3 separate regions of the Mus musculus genome follow, and all the other regions are linked to region 1. Evidence: chromatin contacts called from public Hi-C and capture Hi-C data. All regions are on one chromosome and are shown on one strand. The core of a region is the stretch at or near the end of the contact, and the rest is flanking DNA. Distances in the headings are between cores, read along the strand shown.

What was found. Hi-C and Micro-C count contacts between places; a contact is called where the count stands out from the background. Capture Hi-C pulls out chosen DNA fragments and counts their contacts.
Region 2: a Hi-C map of the N1E-115 cell line shows a contact between it and region 1, with 8 times the contacts expected there. The contact joins two enhancer-like sites. A contact is called at or near these places in 2 of 15 datasets of contacts at CTCF or cohesin (embryonic stem cells and stem cell-derived epiblast-like cells), 3 of 484 Hi-C or Micro-C datasets (the N1E-115 cell line, cerebellar granule neurons and nephron progenitors), 7 of 115 datasets of contacts at active chromatin or transcription factors (astrocytes, embryonic basal ganglia and embryonic stem cells) and 1 of 9 other capture datasets (embryonic stem cells).
Region 3: a capture Hi-C map of embryonic stem cells shows a contact between it and region 1, with 4 times the contacts expected there. The contact joins two enhancer-like sites. A contact is called at or near these places in 1 of 115 datasets of contacts at active chromatin or transcription factors (embryonic stem cells) and 1 of 9 other capture datasets (embryonic stem cells).

Annotation. Positions count from the first base shown.
Region 1 is chr4:140,404,344-140,409,011 of GRCm38.p6, reverse strand. No RefSeq gene overlaps it. Among named protein-coding and RNA genes, the nearest start is that of Gm13021, 16 kb to the left of the region's middle. Within about 2 kb of position 2,556, at least 54 of the 459 cell types and tissues checked have an H3K27ac peak or open chromatin away from gene starts, as enhancers often do. A contact at or near this core is called in the N1E-115 cell line and embryonic stem cells, where this site is marked.
Region 2 is chr4:139,879,091-139,883,647 of GRCm38.p6, reverse strand. No RefSeq gene overlaps it. Among named protein-coding and RNA genes, the nearest start is that of Gm1667, 29 kb to the left of the region's middle. Within about 2 kb of position 1,382, at least 1 of the 459 cell types and tissues checked has an H3K27ac peak or open chromatin away from gene starts, as enhancers often do. A contact at or near this core is called in the N1E-115 cell line, where this site is marked.
Region 3 is chr4:139,722,928-139,727,810 of GRCm38.p6, reverse strand. No RefSeq gene overlaps it. Among named protein-coding and RNA genes, the nearest start is that of Gm42334, 9.6 kb to the left of the region's middle. Within about 2 kb of position 3,405, at least 7 of the 459 cell types and tissues checked have an H3K27ac peak or open chromatin away from gene starts, as enhancers often do. A contact at or near this core is called in embryonic stem cells, where this site is marked.

The sequences.
Region 1 (4,668 bases), core at 1,307-3,806:
GGGAGATGACAGGGAGCCGGGCTCTCAATGAAGCTCAGGCTTGCCTGGTGACTTAGACATTTGTCTTCTTCAGACTGGAAAGTGTATGCTCAGTTGCTTGGCACCTACAGACGGTTGGGCATGGCCACTGAGTATGGCAGAGGGTAGAGGATTCCAGATAATTCTGTCAGTTGAGGTGCTACATCTTGCTGACACTAAGTCACCAACTAGTGTCATCATCAGGCCCCCAAAGAGGTCATGTGGAAAGTCAGACAGCAGCTAATGAGTGCCTATCTTCACGATGCTAGGCTTGCTGGTTGGGGATTGACTTATCTGGCTTCAGCTCAGAAGGCTGGCCTCTGGCTGGGGCTCAGCACAGGCCCACCTCTTAGGCTCCTGCTGGGACTTGGCCAAAGGCTGGTGGCTGCTGCTCTTGGCCCAGATTAGCAGAGGGCAGAAGAGTGGGCAGAAGCACAAGATGCCATGGAGGCTGAGTTCTGGAATGGTCATAAAATTGCTTTGTCTACAGACCCAGGCGAAATCGATTCCACAGCCACACTCAACACCCATGCGCACTGGTACACACGGTGGTAGTGTTCACTTTGCTCTTTCTAGAAAGTAGTTCTGCAGGGCCAAGCAGAGCCTATCACAAAGGAGGAGTCTACACAGTTGTAAGCAGAAATGGGTGTGAGGACTGTGAATTGGATCTGACCCAGCTCCCTCCCCAGTCCTAAAATCCTGTGGTGGGCACCATGCTGCCCCGAGCGTTTGAGGGGCTTTAGCACTGGTGACCTTTCCAGTCAGCTTAGGGGTGACCTGTAGCCCCCACGCCCTCTCCCTTAGGCTGCAAGTCACAGGTCCATGTCACATTCATATAGTGACAAGGTCGTGAGAACAAGAACCCCACCAGTGCATGTCACCACCAGGGCAGTGAATGTCACTGAATGTCTGCCACTGCTCTGCTCAGTGACCCTCTCTGGAGCTCTCTGAGAGGTAGATGACATCATCCCCACACAGAGAAGAAAAGCAAGAGCCGGGAGATGACGCCATCACTGCTGGGGTTGGCATGCAAATGGTAATCCTTGGGGACTTTCTTTGCACAAAACTTGCTTCAATGTGGGAGCATCTCCTGTTTCCCAGGTTGGCTTCAAATACCCTGTGAAGCTGAGGATACCCTTGAACTTCTGGCTCTATTGGCTTTACCTCCTCACGGCTGGAATTCTAGAGCCTGGATTCAGAAGACGCTAGGGATGGAGACCAGGGCTTTCTGCATGCTACAGAGATCCTCCACCACCCGAGACACATCCTCCGCCTTGGAAACGGATTTGAGCTTGAGTCTACAGGTCTTACAGCTTGTGGAATTAGATGCCTTCGTCCCAATGTAGGGGAGTAAACCTCGAATTCTCAGAGATACCCAGACAGAAACCTAGGTGGCCAGCTTCCGGAGATGCTGGGGCAGGCCTCTGGGGAGGCAGAGGCTGGCAGCTGAGCCAGTTCCTCCCAAAGCCTCCTACCAGTTATGGGGAGTTTCGTAGTCCCTGTTCTATTGCTGTGAAGAGACACCATGACCATGGAAACTCTTACAAAGGAAAGTACTTAACTGGGGCTGGCTGACAGTTTCAGAGGTTAAGGGTCATGGTTATCATGGTGGGAGTACGGCAGTTTGCAGGCAGACATGGTGCTGGAGGGTAGGTGAGAGTTCTACACCAAGATCCGCAGGTCACAGGAAGAGAGAGACACAGGGCTTGGTGTGGACTTCTGAAACTTCGAAGCCCGCCCCAAGTGACACACTCCCTCCAACAAGGCCACTAATCTAATCTTCTAATCTTCTAATCTTTTCAAACAGTGCCACTCCCTAGTGGCCAAGCATTTAAATCTATGAGCCAATGGGTGCCTTTCTCATTCAACCCCCCACAGGGAGGCCAAGGGTCACATTCAAGGTCAGCTGCTCGGTCCAAACAAGGTCACACTTTGAGTGAAACTTTTTGGCTCCCCAGGTTTAATAACTACAGTGTGCCCCTTCTGGAAGGTTCCCCGTGGACCTGTAGTGTAACTTCTCTGTTCTGTGGAGGTGACAGGTGACAGAGGTCCACAGAGGTTGCCACTCCAGACTCCTCCATGCAGGGATTGGACTTGGGTCTTAGGTGGATGGAGCTCTGGGCTGACTCCCTCAGCTGCAGAGCCAGAAGGGAGTTAACAAGAGGAGTGGTGGCCCCCTCCCCCCTCCCCTGCTCAGTTTCTCACTTAGAAATGCAAATGGGGTGAGGCTCTGCTCAGAGCATTCTCCTCTTCACACCACACAGATTATCCCCTTTCCCCCAACCCCCTCTGCCAAGGAGATTGTCTAAGATTGTTTGTGTTACAAAAACCCAGAGGGGATTGAGCCATTTGGTGGACCCGTCCTACCAAACTAGGCCTCTGGGAGGAGGCTGCTTCAACAAGGAGGGATGTCCTTAGCCACCTTCTTCCGGCAGGAGGGGCTAGAGGTCCAGCGGTTCTGGGGACACAGCCTGGGCCCTCTCTGTCTTCTCCCTGTAGAGGGCCAGGGAGTTGGAGAAAAGCAGGCCTGGCTCTGGGAAGGCAGCCGGCAGGCCACACTGCCTGAGCCCATTTCCTGTCACATTAGGAGACAAGGGCTGGGCTCCAGTTTCCAGCAGCTGGTGAGCGCTTCCTGTCCCATTCCCCTCCCCTTCCCTTCCCCTTCCCCCTTCTCTCCCCCTCCCCTCCCCCTCCCCTCCCCTTCACTCCCCTCCCTTCCCCCTCCCCTCAGCAAGTCAATCAGTGATCTCTGGTGGAGCAGCTGTCTTCCAGTCAGGACAGGCTGGGGGAGAAGAGAGGCTGAGGTCAGGACAGTGCTCATTGTACAAGCTCGAGCACCTCAGTTCATCCCCAGAGCACACCTGAACACTTGCTCATATCCCAGAGCTGAGGAACCAGAGGAGGGGCAGACCCCTGGGACTCACTGGACAGCCCTTACCCAAGTTGGCAAGTCAGGTACCAGGGAGACAGTCTCCCGAAAGGAGGTAGACTCCTGAGGAAGGAGCCTGGTCTGGACCTCTGGCTAACACATTCATAGATACACACCAGCACACACACACACACACACACACACACACACACACACACACACACACTCACACATCAACACATGGATGCGTATCAACACACACACACATACACTCATGCATATATACAAACACACACACACCCCAACACCCTAAGAAAGGGAACCTGAGCCGCAGGGAGGTGAAGGGTCAGTTTGAATCGCATCAAGTTGCTGTTTTTTTTATACAACAGCAACCAAGATGGCTGCGGGTTAGTTCATCAGGAGAACACACACTTTCACTCACAGCCTTTGTGTGTGCACAGCAAAGCCACCCACAGAGCACGAGTTGAGTCCATACCTCACCCTAGCCACATCCTTTTAGCTGAGTCATTATCGTCTTCTGTGTGGACGAGGAGGGTACAGCATCGATTAATCAGCTATATCTTCTCAGTTCAGATGTCTCCACAGCAGGCACCCAGGCTCAGTTATCTGTGACAGCTAGAATTCCTGGCAAGAACCTGTTGTCTAAAAAAGCCGAGTGACTGGCTAGAATCCGAACAATCTGGAGAGGTTGGAATGTTGCAGGTTAAGAGCCATTATCTTGGAATAGCTTAGGCCCCTTAATAGGCATGTATGGCTTCTGGTGTACAAGACCTGACATCTTTTATGACTGTTAGGAAAAATCCTTTGGAATGTATGAAGAGACCCCTGGTTCTCACCAGAGGACTGTGACTATGTCAGACAGCATTTAAAGTCGATAACTGAGTCTCCCAATGTTTCAGTAACTCACCTACCTAAGGTACCAACCAATGTGTGCAAAGTGTGTTGTTTTATGGCTTGCTTTCTTCTGTGACTATAAACATTTATGAAACTGCGACCTCATTGGAACAGGGAAAGTTTGAGGTAACCTAACCCTGAGTTGCCAGGGCCTGGTCACTCAAAATTTGTTTTCAGAATAAACTATGCCTTCCTGTTCTTTGAGGCGAGAACTCGTAGCCGTTTAGATGAAACTGTTCGTCCACAAGATCATATGGGGAGAAAGCAGTCATGGGGTGGAGTGTGAGCGCATGCGGTCTCTCCCCACATCTGGCTCCATCTGGCTCCTGATGGAGACGTGAGCTCTCAGAATCCTGCCCATCAGCCATGATAGACTCTTACCTTCTGCAGTCTCGGGCCAAGTAAACTCTTCTGCCCGCTGAACTATGTGTTTCTTTACAACTTAAAAGTAACCAATAGGGGCTGGTGAGATGGCTCAGTGGGTAAGAGCACCGACTGCTCTTCTGAAGGTCCGGAGTTCAAATCCCAGCAACCACATGGTGGCTCACAACCATCTGTAACGAGATCTGACACCCTCTTCTGGAGTGTCTGAAGACAGCTACAGTGTACTTACATATAATAATAAATAAATCTTAAAAAAAAAAGTAACCAATACAGGCTGTTCTTTTTTTCTACACAAGCCACACCCACAGGCTCCAAGGCGCCACCTGGGCAGAGGGCTTTGCCTCAGCTTTAGCACTAGATACTGTGTAACAAGAGACCCAGCATTTGCTGTCTTGAGATCACAGATTTCCGGGGCCTGGCAGAAAGCCCCTGTGGGGAGGTTCCCTATGCCAAAGCGTGAGAACCTGGGTTTGAGTCCCCAG
Region 2 (4,557 bases), core at 133-2,632, 520 kb after region 1:
ATTTGGTGTTTGTCCTGATGGGTTTAGTCTTGCTGTGCCTGCCTTCTTTCCTGCTGGGATGGGCATGTCCATTTTGCATCATCGTTCATTAGAGATAGGTATTTGATTTACCACGCTCTCACGGTGTTGAGAATTGCCTTGAGTCTCAGAAGAGACTTTAGACTTTAAACAGTGTTCGGACTGTTTAAAGACTAAGGACACCTTTGATATTAGGATGAACACATTTTGAATATGAGATGAACCCAGGCTTTGGGGAGATGGGTGGAATATTATTCAAACAAAATTTTTATTTGGATATCACATTAACAAGGGATGAGGTGGTGGTAGTTAAATCACAGTTGTAGACTTGGTGGGATTTAGAAGCACCAGGGACACATACCTCCAGATGTGACTATGAAGGTATTTCCAAAATCTTAACCAAAGAGGTAAGGTCCACCCTGCCTTTGAGCAGCACCATCCCACAAGCTTGTACAAAAGGGAGAACGATTAAGCACTGTTCATCCCTTTCTGGTTCCTGACTGTGGATACAATGTAACCAATAATCACTGGTCACCTGACTGTAGATACAATGTAACCAATAATCACTGGTCACCTGACCGTGGATACAATGTAACTAATAATAATGGTTCATTACTTTCTGTCTCCTGACTATGGATACAATGTGACCAGCTGCCACACAGGCCCTCCACTATGACTTCCTCCCCATGACACCCTGGAACTGTGAGCCAGAATAAAGACTTCTCTGATGTTGTTTTGATCAGGTAATTCATTACAACAAGGAGAAAAGTCATCACTACTCCCCGAAAGGTAGATGCAGGTGACAAGGAGGTGACCCAAGCAGGATGTGTTGCAAGTGCAAAAGCTTAGTCATAACAGTGCAAAGGGTCCAGGGTGCCAGAGCAGCAGGACAATACGGCCAGTGAACAGAGAGATGCAGCCTTAAAGGGTCCAGGCTGGGAGGACACTCAGGGAAACCTGGGCCACTGCCCTAAGACCTGGATGGGAAGGAGCTCAGTCAAGGTCACGTACAGAGCGAGAGGGTAGTTACAGGGGTCCAGGCTGCCATGGGAGGGCTCCTGGGATCCAGCCACAGAGGAGCACTCTGGCGGTGACCCTTCTGATGGGCTGTGAGCTGAGTCAGGTGGAGGAGGCCATCTCCCTGCCACTGACTTTTAAATTAACCTTTAGACTCACAGATGAATGACGCCATCCACCTGCCACTTGGTGTCCTGATGCAGCTGGCAGGACAGTGGACGTGGCCCAGAGGAGACAAGGGCTGCATTCGTGCTAGCTAGTGTCTCAGAGACAGGATATACAGGGCCTTGCAGACAACTCTGGAAATATATGTGACCTATATGACATAGGTCAGGTGTCTGGGAGCAGGGCTCCATGTTTGAGTTCCCTCTCCATGTAGAGAGGCCAGTACTCACCATCTGTGTTACAGAAGGACACAGGGACCTGTCCCAGCCATCTAGCCAAAGAGGGAGGCTCTAGGATGTCAATCATTAAAGACAAAAACCAGTAACAGGCAAGACCACATGTTTGTTGGCCTGGCCCTTCCCCCCAACAAACACACACACCAGAGCAGTTGCCAATTGGTGTCTCTCACATTGGATCCCTCCCATTTCCTGATCCCCAGCCCCATTCAGTGACCAGGCACTCTCTGTTCCATCCTAATGCCAGGAACTCCCTCTGCTGTCCACATAGGGCCACCTGGAGGTCTGCAGTGCTCAGGGGCAGAAAAGCCAGAGTACAGGGCTGAAGAGGGCCTGGGACCAAGTGTCTGGGAAAGGGGGGCCAGGGCAGGGAAGAAATCATCCTGTGAGGCCAATGAAGGAACTTTCTCTTGGTTGTATCCTTTCAAGTGATTTGAATTGGGGTAGAAAAAGTCGCCACACTTAAGCGACTGTTTCCATGGACTTATTATCTGTCTCCATAATCCTTCCACCCACGTGAAGGGGTACATCCATCCAGCACCTGGAGTCTCCAACAATCTGCTTATCAAAGGTGGCATGTCCCAACTGTGTGTGCAAGTACATACGAGGTAACTAAGGATGCCCTTGAACTCCTGATCCTCCTGCCTCCACCTCCTGAATGCTGGCCTTAAAGACACAGTCAGACTTGACCCTGGGTCCATAATCATGCAGATGATGATCTTATTGCTGAAATTGACCACAGGAGGAGTTTAGTCACGAATGTGATGTGCACTAGAATCCTGGCACTCACACCACACTCAGGCCTGGTATCTCCACTGGGCAAAAGTAGAGACTGAGACGAACGAGGAGACCTGTCCGTTGTGCACAGCTGGAAGATAGTGACTGAGAGATCTTGTCCTGGCCTGGCCTGGCCTGGCCTTCACTTTGGAGAGACTGCCCTCCACACAGTAGGGAGGTTTCAGGAAGCTGGGGAGCAGGAATGCTGTGGTCCTTTAAGGACACAGGGACAAACCTGTTCCTGAGCATCCAATGGGACATGTGAGATTAAGCAGCATAAGGCTGAGAATTCTTGTCTCCCATCTGAGTCTTAGAATAAGTTGAGGGCAGGGACAGCCAGGGCTGTTTTAAGGATGGGAGACCACAGGCCTTGGGAGGCTGAGATCTCGGGCCTGTTATGACTTCAGCCCGAATTCTTTCCCTTCTGAAGTCCTTTTATCCGAGCCCAGCCTCCTGAACACAGCAGCCCAAACTCCCCTCTCCCAACCCCAGCTTGTTGCACCCCAGGGTTTCAGACTTCGAGGACATTGATAATCATCCAAGACCATCCACAACTCTGTCAGCCCAGAGAATAACTTTGAGAGGCCCCTTGTCTTTCAAGAGTTCAGAAAGAAGTAAAAATAGCTGAGGACTGACAGGGAAGAGACCATCTCCATCCCTCATCTCCTCTGGATCAGGACTTCTAATCTGTCACACTGTCACATTCAGGAGGCTCCAGTGCCACCTTTCCCATGGCAACATGCGGGCGGCAGAAGTGACAGAAGGTGCTGGCACATTGGCCACCATAGCCGGGGGTGTCCAATAGCAAGGGTCCTGTGTGGGGAACATGATAAATTTGCTGAATGAAAGAACCCCAAGAGGCCAGTTTGTCCTGTTGGGACTTCAGGTATGTACCACCACGTTCAGCTTATGAAATGCAGAGGATCACGCCTTGTACATGCTAGGCGGGCACACTACCAAGTGAGCCCCACTTTTTTTTCTTTTTCTCACAGGCTGCAAGGTTCTGGATCTAGAACCATCACGGATTCCGGCTCTGTCCTCGCATCAGTGGGCCTGACTCACAGGTGTTTCGCTAACCTCATTCTGTACCAGACATGCTGGAGAGAAATACATTTTAAAACCACGTGCAATTTAAAGCGAGTTTAATCTGCATGTCTGGGGTTCATTAACACGTAGATCATCAAATTAGGGATGGCTCACAGCTGTTTGACATTCGAACGGCCTTCTGAGTATCTTTAATAAGTGCCTTTAAATATCATTTTCCCTAGAATTTCAGGGCTGTGTTTCGAGCATGCTGATCTCCAAATGGGAATGTGATTCAATGCACTGGGCTCCATCCTGCAGGAGTGCTGCTAACTTGGGAAGGTTAACATAGAACCTTCTTCCTGCTTCTCCTGTCCCCACTTCAGTGAGTAGTGGCTCCTGGCTGGCCAAAGTCACATGCTCAAGTGTCCCCTTGTCTGTGGCAGACATTGGCTGTTACCCTGGTTCTCTTGTGATTCTCTGGGGGGACAGGGATTTTGGTATCCACCCCTTGCCCTGTTCCAGGGCTTCCTGGGACTTGGCTGGACAAGTGTGGTTTCTTGTTAGAGTGTTGGCCTCAGTGTGGCTCTGCAGCCCAGAAGAGAGGATGGAGGGCTATGGGTTATGCAGGAAGGGATGAATTTTTCCTCCACTTGAGCCTTGGCGATCTGGGTTGGGGCTGTATGTCTAGAGCCTTTTATCATCACTGGAGCCTTCAACGAGCCCAGGGGCAAGAGGCCAGGCAAGCCAGTTGAGGCCAGAGCTAGGCACCCAGAACTGACTGCACCTACGATGTGATTTTCTTCAGACACAAGGTCATTACGGGTCGTGAGCCCAGAAGAATGAGGTCACCTTGGAGTGGGTAAGCTGCTGATGCCCTGGGATTGAATTGTAAAAGAAAGGGGCACTGACACTACCAGGCAGCTAGAGGTGACACAAAGACACGAGATGCCAACCAGCCACAAGCCAGGAACATCAGACCTGGAGTCCAGCAGCCCTGGCAGCCCTTGGTATCACGTGTCTGTATTCCAGAAATCTGAGGAGTAAATGCCTGTTTAAGCTGTCGTGTAAGCATGAGTTTGGTTCCTAGAACAGAGAGAGAGAGAGAGAGAGAGAGAGAGAGAGAGAGAGAGAGAGAGAGAGAGAGAGAAAGGGGAGAGAGAGAGAAAGGGGAGAGAGAGAGAAAGGGGAGAGAGAGAGAGAAAGGGGAGAGAGAAAGAGAGAGAGAAAGAAAGGAAGGAAGGAAGGAAGGAAGGAAGGAAGGAAGGAAGGAAGGAAGGAAGGGAGAGAGAGAGAGAGAGAAAGAAAGAAAGAAAGAAAG
Region 3 (4,883 bases), core at 2,156-4,655, 680 kb after region 1:
TCTCATCCTCAAATAAACAAAGCCAGAGAACTTTCCAGAAAATTCTGAGTAGAGCTCTTCTGGGTAGGGGTATCCTAATTCTACCTTTAATCTCAAGGAAATTCTCTGTACCTTTGATGATTAACTGACAGTGACTTTTGGTACCTGACACATCACCCTCAGGGCTGATTTTTCTTCTGGCACCCCAACTCTTTCACATGATGGGCTGACACTGGGCTACACCCTTTGTTTGCACTATTTCAAGGGCTAGAAAATTTCTTCCCAAGGACCCAGGTAGTGAATATTGTAGGCTTTGTGACTAGGCTGTCTTGTTCAGCTTTGCCATTCTAGAAGAGCAACCACCAGAGGCCCAAGAGCACACTGTGTGCCAGCAATACCTTCCTTTTCTTTTCATTGTTTCTTTTATTCTACATACAAGGGTGTTTTCTCTGAATGTATGTGCAGCATATGAGTGCACTGCCTGTGGAGGCCAGAAGAGGGCGCTGGATCCCCCAACCTGGATTTATAGACAGCCTTGAGCTGCTGTATGGGTGTGGCTTGTTTTTCAATGGTTAGAAACACTCCCTGGGAACCCAGGAGGTGGTGGTGCACGCTTTTAATCCCAACACTCAGGAGGCAGAGGCAAGTGGATCTCTGAGGTCAAGGCCAGCCTGATCTACAGAGTGAGTTTCAGGACAGCCTGAGCTACATAGAGAAACCCTGTCTCAAATAAACAAAGGAAAGAGAAAAGAAGATGATGAAAAAGAAACGCCATCTGGTTGTATGGCCATGGCAGAAGGATGTGTGCATATACATTTTATTGTTACCTCACCTTTAAAAGAGAGTACCATAAGGAAGTTAAGGAGGCTGGGAGGTGGCTCAGCCTGGAAAGGGCTTGCTGCTCCAGGGCGAGGACCTGAGCTCACATGTAAAAGCTGGGTATGGCGCTGTGCATCTGTGATCCCAGCACGGGGAGCTGCGGGGCAGAGGCAAGAGGATTACTTAGCTCACCAGCCAACTGCTCTAGCCAAAATGGTGAGCCAGAGATTCAGTGAGAGGCTGTGTCTCAAAAAGTTAGGTGCAGGGCTGGTGAGAAGGCTGGACAGGTGGAGACTTGTGGACACGGCTGTGTTCCCAGATCCCACAAGGCAGCAAGAGAGAACACACATCTAAGAGCTTTACCTGTGAGCATAAGCACACTTACACATACCTGCACACACATACACGTGCCTGTGCACACCTGTGGCTGTGCACACTCACACACACACATGCATAGACATGTCTGTGCACACTTACACACCTGTACATACATACTCATGTCTGTGCACACATGTGCCTGTGCACACCTGTGCCTCTGCACATATACCTCCTGCACGTGCATGTGTACCTGTACACACACATATATCTGCTCAACACACACATGCACGCACACACACACACACACGCACACACACACACATACACTCACACACATACAATTAATTAAAAATTGCAGTAGAACCAAGAGGCCCACGCATTGCCACGCCTTGGACCAGACCAATGAGGTATTGCCATAAACATTTACAGGAATGCTGTCTGGGCAAAAGAGTATACTGTGTGACACATGGTAACACACTGCAGCTATCACGGTGAGATGTTTGTTTTGGGGGGGAAGGCTGCAAGGGCAGAGGGTAGATGTTGGGGGACAAGAGAGCTGCGTGAGATTGGGGTGCATGACGTGAGGTTCACCAAGAATCAATCAAAAGTGTTTTTTAAATTACAGTAGAGAGTGACTAAGACAACTTATATGCACCTCTGTCTTCCACAAACATGTGCACACGCACACACACAGCTCCCGTGAACACACACATACAGCGTGGGTTCACACCGACACACACAGAGTAAAACCATCGTATGAGACCCCACAGCTAGCCAGTGGCAAGGGAGATCATTTTGAAACACTGGGACCCTGGAGCCAGGATCTTTACCATACAGGCCTAGAAAAGGAAGTGGGGTCCAGAGAGGAGATCACACAGTGGGATCTAGAGTCAGAGACTTGTCAGGCCCATTAACAGAGGCCAGGTCTGAGGCGGGACTTTATCCTTTGTAGGACAACTAGCTGTCATCCGCTCAGCACACCTCCAGATGTCAGGGGGGAGGAGGCAGGAGGGGGAGGGGAGAGAGAGAGCACGCACGCGCGTACTCGCGCCACAGCGGGCACGCGCTTCCTCATGCACACGCGCAACCAGGGCTTCCATTTCCCCAAGATGTCCACCTGCTTTTTATGAATATAAGTGGATTTGTGACAAGCATTGCAGCTGCATAGGCACCATTCATACATGGGGACAATTTTACTAGATAATAGACCATCGCGCAGGATACAATTTAAATTAAAAAATGCAATTTTCACCTTGAAATGAACAAATGATTACAATTTCTATACAAATTAAGGCATTCAGCCTCTCTTTCAGTAGTGGCACCAGCCCATGAAATATGACATAATTACCATGAAATACATTTTCAAATATTTTGATTTTTTTGTCCGCCGCTTTTTAAAAAACATAGGCCGTCTTCTGGCTCTCCGGGTGTGTGCTGGCATTTTCCCACCTTCTGGGAAAAACACATTAAAAAGAAAAGCCGAGGTCCCCCCCCCCGCCCCGAAGATGAAGTTGGCCCCCTCCCTGCCCTCCCCTCCTCCTGCTGCCTCACCCCTCTGAGCCCCCTGCCCTCCCTTCCCCCTCCCTTGGCTCAGAGATAAAATTGAAAAAAGGCAGACAGGAGGAGAGAGGACGCAGACGACCAGTTCCAAAGCCCGAGATTTATCTAAGTTGCTACGCTTATCTGCGGGATCGCATCTGTTGGTTATCTCTAGCCAACCACTCCAAGCGGCATCCCGCGCCCCTCTGGAAATCTCTCCCCGGCCCGTCCCCCCCCCCCCCGCCCCCTGCCCCCGCCCCGCCCCCACCTCCGCTCTTAGGTTTTAATTATTTCAGCGTTCACTTGTCTCTTTGTGGCTAGAGAGGAAAAGATTGAGCACACAGAGCCTGTGGCTTGATCCGGTCTGATCGAACTTTAGGGCTCAAAAGACAAGAGATGAGGAGAGGCAGTCGGTCAGTGGTCTTGGCTCTCTGTCCCTGAGTGGAGTTCTTCTTGTGACATTGATGAAGGTCACTCCTAGCCAACTCTGCCTCATCCCTGAGTCTGTAAGGCCGCCATCTTGAATGTTCCATTCCCCATGGTCTGAACTTGGGCTGGGTTTCTTGGGCCAGAGACCTAAGGACAGACCTCGGGCCTCTCCTCTGCTTCTTGCTTCTGGTTCTGAGCCACCTCCCATCCCCCACAGTGCATCACCTTTGTGAGACTTTCAGGGCTCCCAGCTCCACGGAAACTGTCCTCAGGCCTTGGCTTCCATCTGCTGCTGCTTCCACAGCGAGCAGCATCCTACCTGGCCCCCTACAGGCTAACTCTGGCCTTCCTTGGGTTCCTTCCTATTCAGCTGGTGCAGCCAGACCAACAGCTCCTCTTCCTAGACTTGTCAGTCTCCCCACATTCCCTGGGAGGTGGAAACACAGCTTCACCAGCATCCTCTACTCCGCTAAGCCTGCTGGCCCTTCCTTCTGAGTGTCCTGTAGGGAGGACTTCTCTCACGGCGACCCCTCCAACCTTTCATGGGGAAAGCGAACCGGTATTCTAGACCAAGGAAGAGAACTACCAGAGCAATCAGGTCTCCCAGCAGCTTATGAAGAAGGTGCTTTGTGGGCACTTGTGGGATTAAACCTCCCCTTTCCTCTGACCCATCCTTCTCTGCTGCACTGGACCTTTCCCTGCTAACACCAGGATCGCACCCCCCTTCAGAAAGCAAACCAGGGCATCTCCATGGAGCTAGAACAGAATTTAAGACCAAAGACCCCGAGTTTTGAAGTCAAGCCTCCATTGCTTTCCCTGTCTCTGATCTTGGCCAAATCTGACCTCTGTGCCTCAGTTTCCCAGGGTGAGGTGGAACTTTGATGCACCCCAGTTCTCTGTGAGCCAGGCATGGTGGCTCAGGCCTGTAATCCCAGCACTCAGGAGGCAGAGACAAGTTGACCTTTGTGGGTTCGAGACCTGCCTGGTCTGCATTGTGAGTTCCAGGACAGCCAGAGCTAAAGAGAGAGACCCTGTCTCAAAAAAGGGGAGGAGGGGAGAAAAAGAGGGGGAAGGGCAGAGAGAAGGGGGGGGGGAAGAGTCTTTGGCTTGCTGACCAGTCTATTCAACATGATGAACTTCAAGTTCAGTGAGAGACTCTGTCTCAAAAAATAAGGTGGAGAGTGAAAGAGGAAGACAGAGTTGACCTCTGGCCCACACAAGCATACAGATACATATTCATATGCATCCATATACACACTTCATGCACACTGTCACACACACACTCACATATCACACACACACACATACACTGCAGGCGCACTCAAAGGCACACACTCATAGGCTTACATACACACACTGATATACTCATATTTGTACAGATATCACACACACACTCCTTCCAGTTCCTGAGAAGGGTTTAAACACCCATCATTTAGAAACTAGTTCACCGGCGCGATGAATTTGTGCCTGTAATAGACACCACCCTTTACAAGATGAATGTGTGAGCCTCCAGAGAAGGGAAGGGAGGAAGAGAAAGCAGGGAGAAGTGAAGATGAATCGTGTATTGCACCCTACTGTCAGCCACGGGCTCTGCGCTAAGGAATTCATCTCACTTAAGCCACGTGTCACCATTAAGAGGCTAATATCAGCTCCACCAGGAAGTGGTGACATATGCCTTTAACCTCAGTACTCATGAGTCAGAGGCAGGTGGATCTCTGAGTTGGCCAGCCTGGTCTATAGAGTGAGTTCCAGGACAATCAGGGCTGCACAGAGAGACCCTGTCTCGAAAACAAAACAAC